Linked DNA regions of Triticum aestivum: region 2 is linked to region 1. A link is a contact called in public Hi-C data. All regions are on one chromosome and are shown on one strand. Each heading gives the region's core, a stretch centred on a gene start, on an enhancer-like site or on the middle of the called end of the contact. The rest is flanking DNA. Distances are from core to core; before and after follow the strand shown.

Region 1 (5,245 bases), core at 156-2,655:
AACTGTCGCACTGTTTGGTCACAGATCCTTCAGTGAATGCACGACTAAGACCAATGTTCAGCGGACCCTAAGATTCTCTAGTTGGTTGAAGACGATTGACCAGCCTTGTTGGTTTGACTATTTGTCCGTAGCTCTTGCTATGAATTCCGAAGAAGGAACCTCCCCCACTCGCAACAAGAAGTTTGACCACTCAGACCGTGTGGAACCAGCAGCACCTTTCATCACTCACACAAGAAGCCAATTTGTGTACCGTCTGCAGTGAGCGAAGGTCTGAAACTACTGGGATCCTGGACGTTGGTTGAACATGCTAAAATCATAGTATTAAGTTAGTGACGCGCTCAAAAAACCAACCTCGATTTGTTCATCTATGGGGGCACTCTGCCTAGTAAGGGAGTTCTTTTTCCACGAATTGTCTTCAGGAAAGGCAAGTCCAGTTGACTCATCAAGCGAAACATAAGATTTTTTTTCCCGAGTTGTATATGTCCCAATCAAGGAAGCAGATGGATCCTGTGGTTCCTCCCAAGGAAAATTAGTTTAGACTACTTGGAGCTACCGCATCAATCTACTGTATGTCTGCCTCCATGTTTCGAAGAACCAGAGGCAGCGATGGTTCCATTTCTAACATGAGGATCACTAATTTGGCCACGAAATTAACTCACTCTGGGATAATAAATTCAGGGCACAAGTGCAGCCAAGTAACACAAGTACATCTGGCACGGATGAGTGTCCATCAGACGAACCATAAGTAGGCCATGCCCAGCTAGACCTAGGAGCCAGCCAGTATAAAATTAGCAACAAAATGCAACAGTACCCTCCAGAGCGGAAGCTGAGAAGGATCAACTCCTTCGTCCCCAAAATGGAGGTCATCCGTGGAAGCCAAAAGCGAAATGCTCTCAGGTGAGACCTTCAGCAGGTCGAATTGGCTCGAACCAACACAAATCCCCAACTGATTCGTCAGCTAGACACCACCCGCCCCAACCAAAACCCGCCTAAGAGCCCATCTCATCGCCGAACGAGAGCCAGGCACCCGCCTGAACCCGCCCAGGATCCACCTTCACCCTCCCAAACTATGGAATCAACCCCAAAATAACCAAGCAAAAAAACACCCCAAAAAAGCACAGCAATTCAGCGACTTCCTGCAAAAATCAGTAGCACAACAGGCACGGAACCCGACGAAGTACGAGGAGGGGAGCTCTCACCTCCTCCGATCTGCACGGCCGGCCCGGCGCCCCGATCCAGCTCCAGCAATCTCCCTACCTCTCTCTCGCTTTTCTTCTCTCTCTCTCTCTCTCTCTCTTCTGGTTCTCGTGTCCTAGTCCCTTCTCTCTTTGCGCCCCCTCCCTCTTTTCGTGTGCGCGATAATTAATATCTGCTTCCTCACACAAGAGAGAAGGAGAAATAAATAAATCCCAAAGTGCCACGGCATTATATACCCTACCCGCGGCTCCGAGCAGACGGCGACCGTGCCTGACGCCGTCACGGCCACGTCTTCCCGGTCAGCGCTCCCGCGTCGTGATGCCGTGGCCCCCGCGCCCATCACGCCGTTAAGGACGGAGGCATAGGCTCCGTCGGATGAGGATCGGGCGGCCGCGCGGCTCGACGCGCGGTCACGTGCGGCGCGCGGCGAGCAGCCACGACACGCGTGACGCTGGCAGCACGGACACGCGGTCGCGCGTTTGACCTGACGCGCATGGAGGTTTGAACGGCCCGCGGTCGTTCGATCGCGATCCGAGGGCTGCCCACCGTGTGGCCCGGGGGCTTCGGCGGTTCGCGGATGGATGCTTGCTTGGCCCGCCCGTCCGTCCGATGAGACGGGGCTGGCTGCGAGAGATAAGATGGTGACGCGTGTCCCGTGCGTTGGCGCGGGGACCACCGCGAGGAAGACGACGGAGGAGGGTGACGAGGGATGCGCTCGCTTTTGCCTCGGTGGTTTCCATTTCGATGGGAGAATGTGATGCCTCTTTTTCCTCCGGTGCAAGAAATGCCATTGGCCTGTTGCCCACTTTTCACTTTCTTTTCTCAATATTTTTTCATCACTTTACAAACTTCAACGCAAATAAAATTAGTAAAAAATAATTCTGATGGAATCGTGTTCGGTTTGTACTGGATTTTATGCACTGTGCCCTCCAAAATGGCTACGGAGATGTGACATGTAGTTCAAACGCACCCAAAAAAATAACTAATTATCTGAAAGAAAAAGAACTAGCAAACCAAGAACCACATGTTGTAAGTAGAACAGATTGCCAACAAAAGTGAGCCCCAGGTCTGAACAAAGCAAGAACGTAGGCTGGCTTCTAGAAGGACGCTGGGCACGATGCAAATTTGCTCCGACTACCCGCGTTCGTTCTTAAACTTTAAGGAAGGAAGGAAGGAACAGCTGTGAATGGGCCGCACCCCATGAACTCCCCTGGGGCCCGTCGTCGTCCTCTTGGAACCTAGTGGGCTTATTCTAGTGGATGACCAGGCCACTGACGTACCCCCTGATGCGGATTCGATGTACAAACGATGGGTGCTCCGTGCTCTGGAAACCTTCTACGATCTCCTTTGTAAGAGTAAATTATTTTTGGCAGCGGCATGAGCTAAGCTGCCACCAAAAACACGAATCAACTTTTCTTTTGCAGATAATGCTGAGAGAGAGAGAGAGAGAGAGAGAGAGAGAGAAGTGCACTTTGGCTTTGTGAAGTGGTGTCACACCAAGGCTAAACTAACTGTGCAGTGATTATAATACAAGCCACTAGCACCAGAATATGTCTGTAAACAAACTAGGACCAGAATATGGTTATTGCAAATATAACGCTTTCTCTTTACGGAGAAGAAGAGATTAATCACGAAAGTACCTTTCTACACCCAGGAGCAAATGCTCCTGATGTGAACAATAAATAGAAAAAGAATAAAAATTAAAAAAATCTGAATTTGTTTGTGTCATACTTTCATAAATGTTTGTTGTGCATGCAAAATTTCATCACGAAATCATATTGGTGAAAGCCACGCAAAAAAAAAATCAGAGCTCCAAAATGCCTTTGTAAGTAACATTTTCAGAGCATCAATTTTGTTTTTTACTACGCCTTTCATCAATGTGATTTTGCGATAAAATTTTGCATGCACAACAAACATTTGTGAAAGTATGCCAGAAAAATTCAGAACTTTTATTTTATTTTATTGTTCACACCGGGAGCATTTGCTCTTGGGTGTAGAAACTCCACGTCCTGGTTCTATCTCAGAGGATGTTTTCTAGAACCTAGGGAGAAGAGACCTTGTCGTTGATTAGCTCCGAGGTCGCCACAAATCCTACTAGTGTTCAAAATCTAAACAGAAAATGTCTGCAATTTTAGTCTTTTACTAGGTAATTTCGGTGGACACCAAAATATTTATAACCTCAAATTTTGATTCAAATTCAAACAAATTTCAAACCAAGTTTAAATTAGGTCAAATTTCATTAACAATATGTGAATATTGATGTGTCATAAGCTAAAAAAACATGTTTTTTTCTAGAAAGACTTGGCATTTCAGTGGGCCCAACAAATTTGTGATGCCGAATTTTATGCCATGTCGAACAATAAATACAACTAGAGGATCAATGGCTAGATATCCTAACTTTGCTTTTGGGAGCTAGCTAGGTTGGTATCTTTAGGCCTTTTTTGCAGGAAGAACGTTTAATCTATTCATCAAACATCATGGCAGTACAAAAGGACACAAGAAATAATAATAACAAAGTAATATGTTACGTTGTTCAGCCAGTTTTGTGGCATTTTATATTTTAAAAATCATCGTCTACCGAACTTAAATATTAAGATTAGCTTCAAATGAAATGATATGGCCCCTACTTCTAAAACTTTTTTGAGCAATGATATTTTTATCTTAAAAGTTAAGAATACTTAGCGGTCAATAAGGTAGGGATCATCACGGTGTTCGTCCCTCAAAAAAACTGTTTAGGATGTTCAGTTTCGCAAAAAAAAAACTTAGGGCGTTCAAATACCGATCTATGCGACAACCCCAAAAGAAGTGCACTGAATAAAGCATCTATAACTCAAAATCGCTGAAATGATGGAACTATGATATTCCCAGTCTGAAAAATGTTCAGATTAAGACCCTGTTCAGAGTTCCACCAGCTCCGCAAAATCCCGGGAGTTGCGGAGCCGGGAAACAGGCGCTTCGCGACTTTCAACAGTAGCTCCGAGAATGAAGTTATGGAGTGAAGGTTCTTCGAACAGGGCTTAACTATTCTATAATTTGAAACGGGAAAGGATCCATCGATCATGCATGTACAACTATATATTAGTACTAAACAGCATATGTGGCATCATGATCCGGCTGCACTCATGCAACCGGAGAAATGGAGTCCGGCGTGCGTGGTGCTGCTGCGGCCATCCATGATTGCGTGTTTTGCATGGTCCGTGCAAGTAAAACCTATCGATTAGTCTTTTTGATTGGCTTATTACTTTTTGTCAAGAGAAAAATATAGCTAATTACGGGTGACCGACGCGCCCGCGGCAAAGATGGGATCAGGCATAGGCGCATAGCACAAGCATACAAGACCAACGGTGACAAGCTCTATCACCATCCTCACATAATTAGGGCAGCTTCAGCGTTGACCCGCAAATCGGACACCGCATTCGTCGGCGGACATAGAGGGTCAATCTATGAACAAAGACAAAAAATTGGCTATCCAACATTACCTGCAGACATTTTAAATCGGCTTTAACCAAACCAGACGAAATTCATCAAACACGGCGAATTTTATTGAAGTTTGGAAATAGTTTACATAAAAAGATTGATATTTCAACCGTTTAACTAAATACTAAAAGAAAAAAAATTAAACCCTATACGGACAACCACCTCGTACATGTGGCCGCCTTGCCCTGCCGCACCGCTGTTGTTGTGTGTGTCATATCGTCCCTCTAGCGGCCGAAAGGCGCTCGAGGGCCGTGGCATCCTTATCCGGCGGTTTGCACATTACAATTGCTGTTATTGTTGTGTAGTTCTCAACACTTAAATTTTTTCTATGCTGCTTTGCCTTAAATAGATATAATTTGAACTATATCTTTATCTTGATTTGACAACATAAAATAGAATGATATAAACAGTACAATGACTATAATACATAGATTTATGTTTGTTTCATGCTGTTATTATGTACTACTCCCTCTGTTCCTAAATATAAGCACTTTTAGAGATTCCAATACGAAGAATGTATATAGACATATTTTAGGACGTAGATTCATTCATTTTGCTCCATATGTAGTTT
Region 2 (4,592 bases), core at 1,741-4,240, 150 kb after region 1:
CTTTTCAAACTTAGTGTTTTACCTACGTGCCACTCACCTTTGTTCTTCAGAGCTTAAGTTCATAATATGTTGCCTTTTCTACTATTATTTTTTAGTATAATACAATATGAACATTTGTTTAATTGTAGATCCTTGTCTGGTGATCATTTCCATTAGATCCTGAACTAAAATTATATTTACATTGATTGCAATCATTGTAACCAAGTGTCACATACTACATTGCATATTTTAAAAATATTATTTTAAAATAAACAATTACTATCATTATTAGTAGAAACTATGCTTGTGATATGTATGAAATTGACATTATTTTTGGTTGATATATGAAGATCTTTCTATCCCTCTTGCCATCTCCAAATAATTATGAAGTAGTATTACACGAACGTAAATTACACATATGGTGTACTTCGATTAAGATATGTCTTTTTATGTATTTAAAAATATCTTACTACTACTATTTATAATTTATAATTTGGGTCAGAAATTACCAATATTGTTTTCAGCACTAATAGTTTTAGATATTATGGGTACGCTTATTGTGTACTATTTATAGTTAGGTTTACGGTTTTCTCCTTGTTGTGTTTATTATCAATTGGTGTTTAGAGTTTTCATTAGACTTAGGCTTTATTGATTATGCTTTAGGATTTAGTTTACTGATGTAATGAATGTAGGAAACTTACTTTACCATTTAGGGCATTCGGTTAGGGATTAGAGTTTAGGGGTATGGTTTAGGGTTTAGGGTTTTCGTTGAAATTATGCTTTATGGATTATGCTCTAGGAATTAGTTTACTGATGTAATGAATGTAGGGATTGTACTTTAGGGTTTAGGGTATACATCGATACTGGTTATTTAGGGCTTAGAGTATATAGCGTTGGTAATTACTCCCTCCGTTCCTAAATATTTGTTTTTTTAAAGGTTTCAAATGATAACTACATACGGAGTAAAATGAGTAAATCTACACTCTAAAATATGTCTATATACATCCGCATATGGTGATCATTTGAAATCTCTATAAAGATAAATATTTAGAAACGGAGGAAGTAGGATTTAGGGGTAGAATCTACAGTTTATCGATTAGGATTTAGGGCCATAGTATCCAGCACATGCACATCGCCACCAGGATAGCGTGCATGTTGCGTACGTGCTGCACTATTGGCACGTAGGCTTCCATTTATGTAGGTGTTAGGAAATAATCACTGCTATGTCGGTTCCATAGTTTTGGTAACCGCTCCTTGTAAACGGCCTTGTACCGGGGGTATATATACGCAAATCTTCAATCAATGAGAATATCTTTCCATCATTTGCTTTCCCTTCCTGATCTTCTTAATTCTAATTTCCACACGTTTTCCTGTAAAGAAATGCTTTTGCAAGGGGCACCGATAGGCGCCGGTGCGCCGGCCGAATCGTTCGGCCGGTCCAGCCCTAGCCGTTGGATGTGAGCCGCGCAGCCTTTGGATCTGGTTAAAAAAAAACGCCCCAACAACTTCTTCCTCGCGTGGTCAGGCCAGATCCGCATCTTTCGCTCGGGGGAGCACGGCGCGGCGCCTCCTGCCCCCTTCTGCGGCCATCCTCGTCGCCGAGCCCCACCCCTCGCCGGCCTTCCTCATCGCCGGTCCCCCGCCCTCGCCGGCCGTCCTCGTCGCCGGTCCCCACCATCCCCGGCCATCCTCGTCGTCCTCGACCCATGCAACAACTCTACCTGCGACTGCAGCTCTCGACTGCGATGGTTGTAGCTCCGCCGCCGCCCTCGCCGTGGATGCTGGCTGCAGGGGATTGCATCGACGATGGCCGCCAGTTAATTAGCGCAGTTTGAACGGATGTAGCAAAAACTTCACCGGTAGTAGCAAAAAACAACTGCGGTTGCAGCAAAAACACACCGTCGTCATCGTCGCAGGGGCGCAGCGGTTGTAGCAAAAAACTTCGATGATAGTAACAAAAACCTATTATGGTTGCAGCAAATCGCCATTGCCGCCGTCACGAGGTCGCAGCTCCAGCTTGATCGGTGTAGCACAAAACTTCGTCGGTAGTAGCAAAAATTAACTACGGTTGCAGCTTTTCCTTGTTATGCAGTGTCGTCCGCCGTCACTGATGTAGCAAAAAAGGTCGCTGGTAGTAGCAAAAACCAATAACGGTTGTAGCAAAAATCTCGTCGCCCGTCGTCTCGCCGTGACTGTTTGTAGCAAAAACTGATGCAGGTTGTAGCACCGAGGCTCGTCGGTTGTAGCAAAAAATGACCATGGTTGTAACCTCGATCCAGCAAACTTGTGCCGCGGGTGTAGTCCGGCGTGGCCGGTTGCAGCTCCGGCGTGGCCGGGTCTGACGAGGTAGGCAGAGCTCCGGTGGTGCGGAACCAAGCGGATCTGGCCGAGGACAGCCGGATCGGCTGATTCCCATGGCGGCGGCGGCCTGGGAGGCCTCCGGGCGACGACGATTGACCAAGGTAGCGGGGCCTGAGAAGGAGCAGAGAAAGAGAGAGAGACGAGCGACGAGCGACGGGGAGAAGAGAAAAAGGTGGAAGAAGACCCACGTGGACAGGGGCCCATCCTACGTGCCGTTAGCCGAGTGGCTGGGAGGAGGCGCGCGTGGATTGGACCGGCGCAACAGTTCGGCCGGTGCCCCGGCCACAAACAGTTCCCTTTTGCAAGAGATTTATGAGATTCTCTCTGGTGCTATTGCTTAATCATATCATGGTTGCCCATACTACGCCTGATGCGACCGATCAGAACCCGTACCTACGCAACTTAAAAAGAAACCGTATCTACGCAACTTAAAAAGAAAGCGTATCTACGCACGAGCGAGCAGTCGAGATCCTTTTTCCTTCCTTTTTGGCAGCACCCGATCGCGTCGTTTCCTCGGCGACAAGGACAGCCCGCCGCACTCGGCATGTGCGCGGCACTCCACGGCGACAGTGGCGTAGCGCCCGCGCGAGTACCCCGGGGTTCCGTCGATCCGATAACTGCAACCTCAATGGGTAGCCCGTGCCGACAATGACGCGAGGCAGTGCGTGTACGTACGTCTCAACGGAGGCGGGGGCTCGCCGGTTCGACGATATCTAGCTGTGGCCGGCTGGCTGGCTCATGTCAGCGCGTGCGCGCGTGAGGCGGATGTGAATCGGTGTGAACGAAGCGCGACCGCCGCCACCTCGATCGTGCGCTGCTCGATCTGCTCTTGGTCGGAATCCGGTCAAAACGGCTCTGATGAACCTTGAAGGGTTCTGCACACGTGCTGGAATGGAATACGTTGTGCACGTACAGGATCGGGGTCGGGATCGAGTAATTAATCTGGCACGTATGCCTAGGTGGTGCGTGCGGCTCGTGTCTTGTTTGGCTCCTTCCTACTTCTCCTTCGCCGCAGATGCGCTCTGTCAACGCAGGGGAGACCGCATCCGGCGGGAAAGAGTTTTTAAGAGGAGATGTACAGTACGTGGTGGAGAGACCGAGCTCTGGCCTCTGGCGTCGTCGGCGCACACGTGCCCGCCCTTGTTGGTGTTGGTGTTGTTTGGTGATCGCTTCATCAGCGCAACGCGTGACTCCGTCGTTAACGCTAAGGAGTAGTTAATTCGCAAATAAAAAAATGCTAAGGGATAGTTTAGCCATTCAAAAATATCTGTGGACAGCCCACGGACAGGTGTTTTTTTTTTCTTTTGAGCAAACGGCCCACGGACAGAAGGAAAGAAATGACGTGCAGGCAAATTTGATAAATTTGGCCTGTGAACAAAATCAAATCACATAATGAACTATCCGTGAAACTATTTCACGCGGCTGACCTTTTTGTGTGACGCCCAATACGAAGGCGCCACACTACATTATGCAACGCCTTACAGATAGGCGCTACACGCCTGGCCAGCAACGCGTTGCACCCAGACTGACTAAAAATTGCTAAGTCATCGTGCAGAGCCTGAGAGTTAGGCGCTGCACTGTATAGTGTAGCGCCTAGCTCTCAGGCGCTGCACTAGTGGTTGCACTATAAAATGAAGCAATCACTAGTACAACGCCTAGAAGCTAGGCGCTACACTGTATAGTGTGGTGCCTAACTCTCAGGCGCTGCGCACTGACTTAGTAATTTTCAGATCACACAGGTGCGACGCTGGCCAGGTGTGTAACGCCTATCTGTGAGGCGTTGCACAGTATAATGTGGCGCCTTCATGTCGGATGTCACACAAAAAGGTCAGCCATGTAAAATAATTTTATGGACAGTTTATTGTGTGATTTGATTTCATCCATAAGTTAAATTTGTCAATTTTGCCTGACGTGCATCACGGCGCACGCTCGCAGGCGTCAAACTGGAAAAATCCTATGTGACCGGAGATTCTATACGGCGTGGCGCGTACCCCCCCTCTCGCCCGCTGTTGTTGTTTCTATGGGCCGGCCCATTTCGGGGTTTAACTGCAACCGGTTTTGGGAAGGTTCTAGAACCTTCCCTGAACCGGGTTTTTATATTTTACTTTCGATTTTTATTTTTATTTTTTCTTTTTTTCTTTTATTTTTCCGTTTTTTTATTTTTTTCTTTACTTTTATGTTTTCATTTTTATTCTTGTTTTTCAATTTCCGAAAATGTATTAATTTGCGATTTGTTTCTAAAATCGTATTTT

Evidence for each region. A called contact is a pair of places that touch in the nucleus more often than the background predicts.
Region 2: a Hi-C map of leaf shows a contact between it and region 1, with 6 times the contacts expected there. The contact joins the enhancer-like site here to the promoter of LOC123188366 in region 1. A contact is called at or near these places in 1 of 5 Hi-C or Micro-C datasets (leaf) and 1 of 1 datasets of contacts at active chromatin or transcription factors (leaf).

What each region holds. Positions count from the first base shown.
Region 1 is chr2A:204,721,391-204,726,635 of IWGSC CS RefSeq v2.1, forward strand. LOC123188366 (chitin-inducible gibberellin-responsive protein 1) reads right to left here and starts at 1,406. Exons shown (of 2, transcript XM_044600450.1): 1 at 1,200-1,406.
Region 2 is chr2A:204,871,106-204,875,697 of IWGSC CS RefSeq v2.1, forward strand. No RefSeq gene overlaps it. Among protein-coding and RNA genes, the nearest start is that of LOC123188366, 150 kb to the left of the region's middle. Within about 2 kb of position 2,991, at least 3 of the 8 cell types and tissues checked have an H3K27ac peak or open chromatin away from gene starts, as enhancers often do. A contact at or near this core is called in leaf, where this site is marked.